Linked DNA regions of Mus musculus: regions 1 and 3 are each linked to region 2. The links are chromatin contacts, called in public promoter capture Hi-C maps. All regions are on one chromosome and are shown on one strand. Each heading gives the region's core, a stretch centred on a gene start, on an enhancer-like site or on the middle of the called end of the contact. The rest is flanking DNA. Distances are from core to core; before and after follow the strand shown. Region 1 holds the start of B4galnt4 (beta-1,4-N-acetyl-galactosaminyl transferase 4). Region 2 holds the start of Caly (calcyon neuron-specific vesicular protein). Region 3 holds the start of Ifitm1 (interferon induced transmembrane protein 1).

What was found. Promoter capture Hi-C pulls out the DNA fragments that hold promoters and counts their contacts.
Region 1: a contact with region 2 is called in a promoter capture Hi-C map of embryonic stem cells, with 7 times the contacts expected there. The contact joins the promoter of B4galnt4 here to the promoter of Caly in region 2. A contact is called at or near these places in 10 of 39 promoter capture datasets (3T3-L1-derived adipocytes, cranial neural crest, embryonic stem cells and 6 more), 12 of 484 Hi-C or Micro-C datasets (Th2 cells, cerebellum, cerebral cortex and 9 more) and 10 of 115 datasets of contacts at active chromatin or transcription factors (embryonic basal ganglia, embryonic forebrain, embryonic hindbrain and 6 more).
Region 3: a promoter capture Hi-C map of embryonic stem cells shows a contact between it and region 2, with 4 times the contacts expected there. The contact joins the promoter of Ifitm1 here to the promoter of Caly in region 2. A contact is called at or near these places in 8 of 39 promoter capture datasets (cranial neural crest, embryonic stem cells, epiblast stem cells and 5 more), 10 of 115 datasets of contacts at active chromatin or transcription factors (bone marrow-derived macrophages, embryonic hindbrain, embryonic midbrain and 4 more) and 1 of 9 other capture datasets (embryonic stem cells).

What each region holds. Positions count from the first base shown.
Region 1 is chr7:141,059,370-141,063,010 of GRCm38.p6, forward strand. It overlaps B4galnt4 (beta-1,4-N-acetyl-galactosaminyl transferase 4), which reads left to right and starts at 1,609. Exons shown (of 20, transcript NM_177897.4): 1 at 1,609-2,055. The coding sequence starts at 1,905. It overlaps Gm39114 (a long non-coding RNA gene), which reads right to left and starts at 1,670. Exons shown (of 2, transcript XR_881000.2): 1 at 1,429-1,670.
Region 2 is chr7:140,081,230-140,084,457 of GRCm38.p6, forward strand. Caly (calcyon neuron-specific vesicular protein) reads right to left here and starts at 1,319. Exons shown (of 5, transcript NM_001190385.1): 1 at 1,233-1,319.
Region 3 is chr7:140,966,311-140,969,919 of GRCm38.p6, forward strand. Ifitm1 (interferon induced transmembrane protein 1) reads left to right here and starts at 1,766. Exons shown (of 2, transcript NM_001112715.1): 1 at 1,766-2,128; 2 at 3,179-3,517. The coding sequence starts at 1,946. The coding sequence ends at 3,316.

The DNA.
Region 1 (3,641 bases), core at 359-2,858, 980 kb after region 2:
AAAACAAAACAAAACAAAACAAAACAAAACAAAAAATGCTATTTGTCGGGCAGTGGTGGCTCATGCCTTTAATCCCAGCACTTGGGAGGCAGAGGCAGGTGGATTTCTGAGTTCAAGGCCAGCCTGGTCTACAGAGTGAGTTCCAGGACCGCCAGGGCTACACAGAGAAACCCTGCCTCAAAAACCAAAACCAAACCAAAACAAAACAAAACAAAAACAAATCAGAACAACAACAAACATTATTTGTTTTCTGCCTCTGTCCAGTAAACATAAGACAGCAGAGACCCTCTCTTTTCTTCTTCTTGTTCTTCTCTATTGCTCCCTCAAGTCTTCCTGTTGTAAAGATGTCTTTTAGCTGGATGACTAGGAAGATGAAAAAGTAGCTACAACAAGCTGGTGTGTGCTGAGACAATGTTCAGGATATAAACAAGTGCAGGCATCAGAAACAAAGTCAGGACAGGAAACCAGCTGATGAGAACAGCAGCTGATGCCTGGAAGAAAGTTAAAACAAAACAAAACAAAACAAAAAAACCCGACAGAAACAATTAAAAAGTTTTTTTTTTAAAGAAAGAAATGTGGCCAATTTGATTTTATGTCCCAAGGATACATAGTGATGGTGGGGTAATGTTAAAAACAAAGGCAAGCCAGGTGTGGTGACACATGCCTTGAATCCCAGCACTCAGGAGGCAGAGGCAAGCAGCGGTCTAAGAGCTCCAGGCCAACTAAGGCTACACAGTGAGACACTGTCTCAAAACAACACAAACTAAACAAAACCAGCAAAGCCACCTTGCAAACAGCACAGTGGTGCATGTGGTATGGGAAGGCTCCCTTGCCTACTGAGCTGGAGGCCACCCCTTAGAACAGACACTGGAAGTTGCCCAGTCATCTCCACTGGGGCACACCCACCCAGGGTGCGAAGGTCTCTAAGAGATTCCATCTCCTTCCAATGGCTTCTTTCTACTTAAGGCCATGGCATCACGGAGGAAGGGAGACTATTTAAATGTCCAGTCCCCATTCCTAACCCACGAGCTCTGCAGGCTCACAGCAGCTTCTGCTACACCAACTGAAGTACCCTGGTCATTAGGCTGGAACCTCAAAGAGAAGCGGCTGGTGGTAAGGTGGGAGAGAGGTGGTAGTCAGGAGGGCTGGGATGCACCAGCTAGAAAGCGAATGGAGTGCACAACTGAAGCTATCTGGATAGAACCACCCTCCACCCACCTGTCCTTCCTTACAGCTAGCCGAGAACATCCCAGCCTCGTTTTAGTCCGACTGAGAGGAAGGCTGAGCTCCTTCTCTGCGTGCTCATTATTCCCAGCGTTTTCCCAGACACGCAGCCGGATTCCCGCAGCACCCCTCGTCCCTGCCATGGCCTCCACAGTAACAACGACCTCTTACATCCCTCTCCCCGACGTCCCTGGTGTCCCTCACCGCAGATTCGGTCCCCACAACCCCCGCATCCCCGGGCGCGCGGCCGGCGAACACCAGGTGAATGCGCGCGTCGTGTGGATCATTGGCACACCCTAACGCGCCACCCCGCCTCCGAGCATCACGGATTGGTTGTACGCGGGCTGGCCGCGGCCGATTGGCTCGGGCACCGCGACCATCGGTCCCGTTTCACGCTGGGTAGCACCGCAGCGTGGATGCTGCTCGGTCCCGCGGCGTCCAGAGGAGCGTGAGCAGCCGGGAGGGGCGGGCGGGGGAGCGCCTCAAGGAGCCGCTCCCGCCGCCCACCCCGACCGCGGCCTGAGCAGCCCGGGAGTAGTGGCCGAATCCCGTAGTCCCCGCAGCGGACAAAGGACCATGCGGTGCTGCAGGCGCTAAGCGCAGCAGGGTGGGCCGGGGGATGTGGGGCGGGGCAGGCGGGGCCGGGGGGCCGCAGCGACGCCCCTGATTGTGGCGCCGCGATGCCGTGGTTCCCGGTGAAGAAGGTCCGCAAGCAGATGAAGCTGCTGCTGCTGTTGCTGCTGCTCACCTGCGCCGCGTGGCTCACGTATGTGCACCGGAGCCTGGTGCGCCCGGGCCGCGCGCTACGCCAGCGGCTGGGCTACGGGCGAGGTACGCGATGGCGCGTAGCGAGAGGGCCCGGACCTCCCAAGGCCTGGGGGTCTGACTGCCCAGAGCCCCTGCTGTCCTGCTCCTCCCAGCTCAGCTATATTGGGGGAGGGGTCGCGGTTCTGTTCGGCGGGACGCCCAGTGACGTCAGCAGTAACGCCAGGGACCCTCGGGGCTCATCCCTACCTTTTCCGACCCTGGAATCTGGCTTAGATCCGGTGGTGATGGAGTTAACGGTGGGCCCTTGGGGGAACCGGTGCCCTCAGCTAAGAGGCTTGTCAGGCCATTGCCTACTTAGCAGGGCCTCGGTTTCCTCATCTTCTGGAAGGTGGGGAGGTAAGGGTGGTGTTGAGGGATCCAGCTGCCTAGAGTGGCCAGAGCAGCTGGAAACCCTGGGTACACCTGTGAGTGAACTGAGATGTCTGTGTGCTAGGGACCAATGCTAACTTGAGTAAATGCTTGCTGTAGTTTGCACGTTTAAGAGTGGTCAGAGGATGTACAAAGCAACTTAGGCCTGTGGGTAAGAATCCGGGGAGAACCTCTGGAGTTGGTGGCCATTGGACCCACACCTTGGGGGAAAACTCTCCAGAGCAGGGTGAACATCAATGACAGCTAGGTAGAGAAAGACCAGGGAATGAGCCTGGAGAAGCCTAACCAAGCCACGTAGAGCTCAGCCCCATCTTTGTGAGGGAAGCTGGTGAGCTGAGGAGGGGAGCAAGTATCTCTCCTCTCAAAGTCTCAGAGCAGTGACACTGGCTCACTATGTTCTGGTCCAGTCCACCTGATGGATCCAGAACTCCCTTTTCAGCCCTGCACCTGTCTCCTGCCTGCAGAGGCCCTCTGCCTCTTCTTATGCCTGGACAACTGTTTCCAGACATCTTCCAGCAGATCCTGGGCCAAGGATCTGAGACAGATCCCAGCCCTCAAGAAAGTCTATGGGTCATCCCAAACCATGTACCTTATTAGCTGTGACGTCTTCAAGATATCCTGCCACAGCTCTATCCCGAAGAGATAAGTCTGGACTCAGAGCTGACCCAGTACCCAATAAAGCCAGCTCCCACCAGCTGCCCTTGTGGGTTCAGCTGACTTCCTGAGCAATTTGTTTCTGTCTGAGACCAACCAGGAAGGAATGAAGACAGGGAACCCCACTGTTGAAGATTGATCACGAGGGCAGCTGGCTCTGACTCCTCCTAGGTGGGTAGGATCTATTCTGGATCCTGGAAGATCAGTCCTGCCCAATGGCACTGCTAGAAGCAGCCTGGGCGGCACAGATGGGGCCCCAGCCACACACTCTCTTCTCTGGGCTGAAGGCCATCTCCTGTCTGGCCACCTGGGACCCACCAGGCACCACAAGGCATGTGAGAAATTGGGTAGCTGCAAGCGCCTGAGACTTTCCTGACAGTGTCGTCAGTCTTCAGAGCTGGCAACGTTCAGCGGGTGTCCAGCAGCCTGTGCGTATAGATACCTCCAAGTGAGGGTGGGGCAGATAACTGTCCCTTTGTGCTGAGGCTTAGCCTGAGCTGAGAGCCCACTACAGAAAGTTCCCAGTATACTCAAAATGCCTGGACTTAGCTTGATGGGCTGTGGGT
Region 2 (3,228 bases), core at 69-2,568:
TGTTTTTCATTTTCAGCGCTCTCCGGGGGTGGTGGGGCGGGTATCTCTGATCACGGTCTATGCACCAACAAGACGCTGACGGACAAATATTGGAGGATGCGAATTTTTATTTGAAAACCCATAAAAGCTGGGTTAGAGGTCACAGACTCACGTTCACACGGACCCTTTCATGCTGCGTCACACAGAAGTGCACATTGGTGGGGGCTCGTGCTCTCCTCTTACGACGCTGCCGCAGTGCCCACCCTGGTCTGCTTGCACCCAAGCCTTTTAGGTCATAGATGTTTGCCTCCAGTTTGAACGGCTGTTGTTCTGTGGGGCCCAAGCAAAGAGGGACAGAGAGGAGGGGCACAGCTGCTTGTGGCTCCCGACACTCACCAGCCACCTGTGGCCCAGCATCTAGAGCCAAGCCCCGCGGCAGGTGGTTTGAGACAAATGGCTATCATACCTCCTACCATCCTTTAACCTTCACTCAGCGACCCCCATCAGGCCCTAACGCTCAATGTTCTGGGCAACACCCCTTCTGCTAATCCCTTTCTCTCCATCGAGCTGTTTCCTTTTTTAACACCCAGCACCCAGCAGTCAGACCCGAACAGGAGCTGACGGTTTTGCCCCTGGGCCACCTTGGAGATGCACAGCTCCCACTGGCTCTCCCAGACCTGCAGAGGTGGAGCCAGCCCACAAGGAGGGGGTCTGCAGTCACCATGAACTGGGCGAGATGAGGTCCAGCTGTCCCGCCGCCCCTGCTACCCTACTATGCCCAGGATAAGGATTTGCAGCTTCATATGGGGTTTGTGCAGGCTGAGCAGCCATAATTCTTCCTAATGTCCAGGCTGCCACTGGCCTGTAGGGGTTTCTCGACATACCTTGAGGTCTAGGGACCTTTCCATCCACCTCAAGCCAGCAGAGCTGCTGCCCCCAACTGTCCCGAGAGGTCTAATGACCACCCTCCACCGGAGCCAGCGGGGCCAACCTGACTTCTAGTGGAGACCACAGGAAGGAGATGGCTGTGCTCCACCGCTCTGGCAGACATCGGATCAGTCAAATCACTCCCACATAGACTCTCAACCCCTACACCCATATCTTTGCACGTACATCCCACAGACGCACAGTCACACACTCTTGCACCCGCCCCCTTCCTCGCACCTCTCACATCCCTGCACCCTTGCACACCCACGCACACATGCTGGCCCCCTCGTCCCCATTCCAAAAGGAGAAACGTGGAAATGGCTCACAGGCAGTTGCTGCAGGACGCAGTCGCGGGAGGACAGGGATGCAGTGTAGATGCGGAGGATGCAGTTCCAGGCGCTTCACCACCAGGCGGGGCGGGCTAGGGGCTGAAGCCTGAGAGCGAGGCTGTGGTTGCCATGGAGATGCAGGCTGGAGGAGGGACCACTGTGGCTCAGGTGGCCTCACACCCCCTCCCACGGCAGATCTCTGCACTGTCTCTTATCACACTCACACACCTGACACAAGCACTTCACACACCCACGAAATACATTTCACATACTTGATACACACTTCACCCTCCCATACGCACATATTGCTTGCTTTCTTTCTTTCTTTCTTCCTTCCTTCCTTTCTTTCTTTCTTCCTTCCTTCCTTCCTTCCTTCCTTCCTTTCTTTCTTTCTTTCTTTCTTTCTTTTTTTTTGTTGTTGATTTTTGTTTATTTGTTTGTTTTTTGTTTTTCAAGACAGGGTTTCTCTGTGTAGCCCTGGCTGTCCTGGAACTCATTCTGTAGACCAGGCCTCAAACTCAGAAATCCACCGCCTCTGCCTCCCAAGTGCTGGGATTAAAGACGTGCGCCACCACTGCCCGGCTACATATTGCTAAGACACACTTCATACACAATTTACACCCCTGACACACACAGCATGCAAAGGCATACATCACACCAGTTCTCACATCTCATGTCACTTCACTGCAGGGGGGCAACCAGGAGACCAGAGGAGCCCTGGCTGCTCCTCCAGCTGGGATTCCAGGGGTTAAGGGAGAGCCTGTTCCTTCCCCTGAGATCTCACAATAGAAGCTGGGGTCAGGACAGCTGTGGTTGGCCTCTGACCTAGAGGGCGCTCCTCTAGACGCCTTTCCATGTCTGAATTTCTGGGCTGGAAGCTTTCCTAGGACTGGCCTTGTCTTGCTTGGTCACTGGTGCCTGAATAATGGTAATATGCAGAAGGCACTGGACAGATGTTTAGTTGATAGTATGCCTCGCTTCACACAGGGCATCTCTAGTGGCCGTGCTTCTCCTGGTCTTCCGCTCGAGGCAGCAGTACTCTCTGTTCACAGTTCTGTCTTGCTGTTGACTGGAATCCGCCTTAAAAAAGATTTATTTATTTATTTTATGTATATGAGTACACTGTAGCTGTACTGATGGTTGTGAGCCATCATGTGGTTGCTGGGAATTTGAATTCAGGACCTCTGCTCACTCTGGTGGAGCCCACTCAATCCAGCCTAAAGATTTATTTATTATTATACAAAAGTAAACTGTAGCTGTCTTCAGACACACCAGAAGAGGGCATCAGATCTTATTACGGATGGTTGTGAGTCACCATGTATTTGAACTCAGGACCTTCAGAAGAACAGTCAAGTGCTCTTAACCGCTGAGCCATCTCTCCAGCCCTGACTGGAACCCTCTTGCTGTCGTGAATCACGGCTTGTCCGCAGACAGGTATCTGAATTGTTCTCCTTTGTGTCTGTTGCATGACATGTAACAACATTCCTGACCAAGTCTTCGTTAGACACATGCTTCTATTGCTCTTGGGTAGATGCTGGAAAGTGCAACTGTGGTGAGCTGTCAACATGGGTGCTGGGAACTGAACTCTGGACCAATCCAAGAGCATCAAGTGTCCTTAATAATGTTGCCACTTCTCCAGGCCCAACATTTAACTTTTAAAGAAAATGCTAAACTGTTTTACCCAAAGTGGCTGTACTATTTTTGTTCCCATTATTGGTTCTCCATATTCATCAATATTTGCTATTGTCTCATTATCGACATTGGCATCATCCTGCCAGTCTGTAATAACAAACTGCCACAGACTAAAATTAGTCTTACTATTCTGGAGGCCAAAGCTCTGAGATCAAGGTGCTGGTGAAGGTCCTGCTGAAAGCCTGCTCCTCCACTTCTGTAGAGAGTATCTGTCAGTGTCCTAATCTACTCTTAAAGGACATCGATCATACTGGATTAGAGCCTACTTGAAGATCCCATCTTTACTTCTTCCTCCTCCTCT
Region 3 (3,609 bases), core at 516-3,015, 890 kb after region 2:
TGATACACAATCAAACCCAAACAAAGGTGATGATGGCATTGCCTGGGGGGGTGGGACTGGAGGGGTGTCAATCAGTCAAGACAACTCCTGGAGAGTTCTGCCAGCTGCTTTGCCTCCTGCTGCCTCTCCCTTCTCTGGCCTGGCCTGGCCACTCTGCTGTCCTCCATAGCACGATTCGTTACCCAAAGGCTTTCAGTGGCTTCTTCTAGACATCTGCTGTTCTCCTTTGCAGCTTTTATGTAGGTATGACTTCCCAGAAGGTGATATTAAATTTTACTCTGGTCATCTCTGTCCTCTGAAATGCCAACTGTGAGTGAAATTAAGCGCTAATGGCTTGGAAAAGTTTAAGCCAGATGGCTGCAAACCCCAGGAGCTTCAGATCTAGAAGTAGACAAAGCAAATTCCCTGACAAGGTTTTGGGTTTGTTGTTGTTTTGTTGTTTTAAAGATTTACTTATTATATGTAAGTACACTGTAGCTGTCTTCAGACACACCAGAAGAGGGCATCAGATCTCATTACAGATGTTTGTAAGCCACCATGTGGTTGCTGGGATTTGAACTCAGGGCCTTCGGAAGAGCAGTCAGTGCTCTTACCCTCTGAGCCATCTCGCCAGCCCCCCAGGCGAGGTTTTTATTAGGGGCTTTTTCTACAGAAGAAAAAGGGAAGAGGCGGGGAGTTTTGGGAGGATGAAGGAGAGGCACAGCTCTGAGGCTTCCTGGTTTTTAAGTACGTTAAGGGGGCAAAGGGATGGCATGGAGCACACAGTGAGGACTTCAGACCATGGGTCAGTCTTGATAATGCCAGTATATTCATATGCTGTGATGGCTAATGTTGCTTAGCAACTTGACTTCATCTAAAATCAACTGTAACACAAGCATCTGGGCACACCTGGGCACACCTGAGAGAGTAGGGCGCTTTTTTGTTTTTGCTTTGCTTTGCTTTTTTGTTTTTCCTGGTTGGATTATTTGAGGTCAGAAAAGCCACCCTAAATGTGGGCCACACCTTCTGGTGGCACCCCACATAAAAGGTCATGGAAGAAGGATGGTTTTGCCTGCTTACCCTCTTGCTGCTCAGTTTCTCTCTCCTGTTCCAGAGATATTAGAACCTACTTCCTCAGGGTCCCAACGGACCTCTGTAGAATCTCCCTGGGACTCTAGCACCACATTGACACAGCTGACTTTAGTCTTGTGGACAACGCCTGGATCCTAGGCCTTTCCATCAGGAGACAGTCATTTTAGGGCTCCTCGACCACACCTGTAAGTTATTCTAATAAATCCCCTTCTTAGGACACACAGCAGTTCGGGGGGGTCAGGATTTGGGGTAGAGTTATCTCTGGGGAATTTCTGTTTTATAGACCTTTGTTTTTCTCTCAGCTTCAGCTTCTAGAATGAGTCTCTTACTAAGGCAAAAGCAAATAAACTAAAAATGTAGAATCCTGAGCTCTCGGCCCTGTCTGTACAGAGGGTGGATGTTAGAGTCTATGACAAGTTGTGTGCTCCTGTTCTCAGTCACAACAAAGGGAGCTAAAGAATGTGCAAAACATCATCCCTCCTCAAAGCAAACTCGGAGCGACCGCGTTGTTCCCTTCTGCTTACTGTAACCTATGCACTGGGGAACACTGCAGTCACCTCTCCTTCCCAGTGGAGGGGGTGAGCTGCCTCACAGCTTCAAACCCCAGCCTCTGGGGATTAGGACAGCTTGAAAAGGGGTGGGAGTGGCTCTCCCTGCCCACACCCTAATGGTAACTTGAAACCACTATTTGCCCTTAACTCCGCAGCCCCTAAAAAGCACACCAAATTGTAAACATAAGGAAGTAGGTTTCTGAGAAACAGACCCCACTGGAGGAAAAAGGCCGGCCCACTGCGCAGCAGGCTCCGGACTGCCCAGTTTGAAAAGCCTTCTCATTCCTTCCTTATTCTCACTCTGCAGCTTCAAAAGCCGAGAGATGCCTAAGGAGCAGCAAGAGGTGGTTGTACTGGGGTCACCCCACATCTCAACTTCTGCGACAGCCACCACAATCAACATGCCTGAGATCTCCACGCCTGACCATGTGGTCTGGTCCCTGTTCAATACACTCTTCATGAACTTCTGCTGCCTGGGCTTCGTAGCCTATGCCTACTCCGTGAAGGTATTGTATGGGCCTCAACCTTGACTTACCCAGGTGGTACCTGGGTTGTGTGTGTGTGTGTGTATGTGTATGTTTGTGTGTATGTGTGGAGGGAATCCCAGGAGGTGCCTGGGGATCCGTGGGTCAAGGTATCTCCATCATAGCCTAAAGTTTGAAGGAAGTCTCCTTACTTCCTGATTCTTGGAATGCCCCCCCCTTTTAAAAAAGATTTATTTATTTATTATAAGTACACTGTAACTGTCTTCAGACACACCAGAAGAAGGCATCAGATCTCATAGATAGTTGTGAGCCACCATGTGGTTGCTGAGATTTGAACTTGAAAGAAAGAAAGCTAAATTCAAGACTTCAAAGCCCTAGCCAGAAAGTTTATTCAAGGTCCTTGACTCTTGCGGCTTGCTAGTTAGGAGGGCTTTTTGGGCTTAGAGCAAAGAACAAAGGCTGTAAAGTCATCCTAGGTACCAACTAGCCATTGAGACAAGAAAGGCACGCAAGGACAATCTCCAGGACAAGCTCTGATGAGTAATGGGCCACCTGCTGATATGGTTTGGGCTTAGCCAGATGTCCTGCCGACCAAGATAAACACCCTCCCTTTAGAGTTACTATCACATACAGCTCTCTGATGTTTAAATTGCCCATTTGTGTGTAACTGTGCCAATCCTCCCCCTACCCCCACTCCTTTCCTATATAAACCCCTAACTTTAGAGCCTCGAGACCGACATCCCTTATCTCCTGTGTGAGAGGACCTCTTGGAAGAGCAGTCAGTGCTCTTAACCGCTGAACCCTCTCTCCAGCCCCCTGGAAGGTTCCTTAACCCTGAAGATTAACACTCCTGGCTGGATGGAAAGTTCACTAGGAACTAACAGGAAACAGTAGAGTAAGAGGCTAGTGCTGGGTGTTTCTGGGTAGTCGTGAGTGTGGTAAAGTGGAAGAAGGTCCCTGGCCTAAAGATTAAGAGGAGCACAGTGGGCTAGGAAGGTGATGGGGAGCTGAGTCAGTACTTGTCTTTCCATTGGCCAGCTCCAGTGCCACTGACCATCTGGTCTCTTCCAGTCTAGGGACAGGAAGATGGTGGGTGATACGACTGGGGCCCAGGCCTTCGCCTCCACCGCCAAGTGCCTGAACATCAGCTCCCTGTTCTTCACCATCCTCACGGCCATCGTCGTCATCGTTGTCTGTGCCATTAGATGATGTGAGATGTCTTGCAACATCTCACAGTAGATAACAGATTCTGGGGCCTCCCAGGCTTGCTATGTGTTTCCTTGTCTATCGCTGCCCCAAACCCTAGACTTAGTCCTGACCATTTGCCCCATACATATGCAAATGTGACACTCACAAATCTGTCCATGGTGGACTCAATAAAGTGCACGTGCTGTGACTTTCTGCCCCTGGACTAGTCCTGTGTTGAGTTCGTCCTGCATCTTCCCAGTCTGAGGGCAGGTTTCTGGCCACTTGAACTGGGCAGTAATTAACCAGAGTTCTTT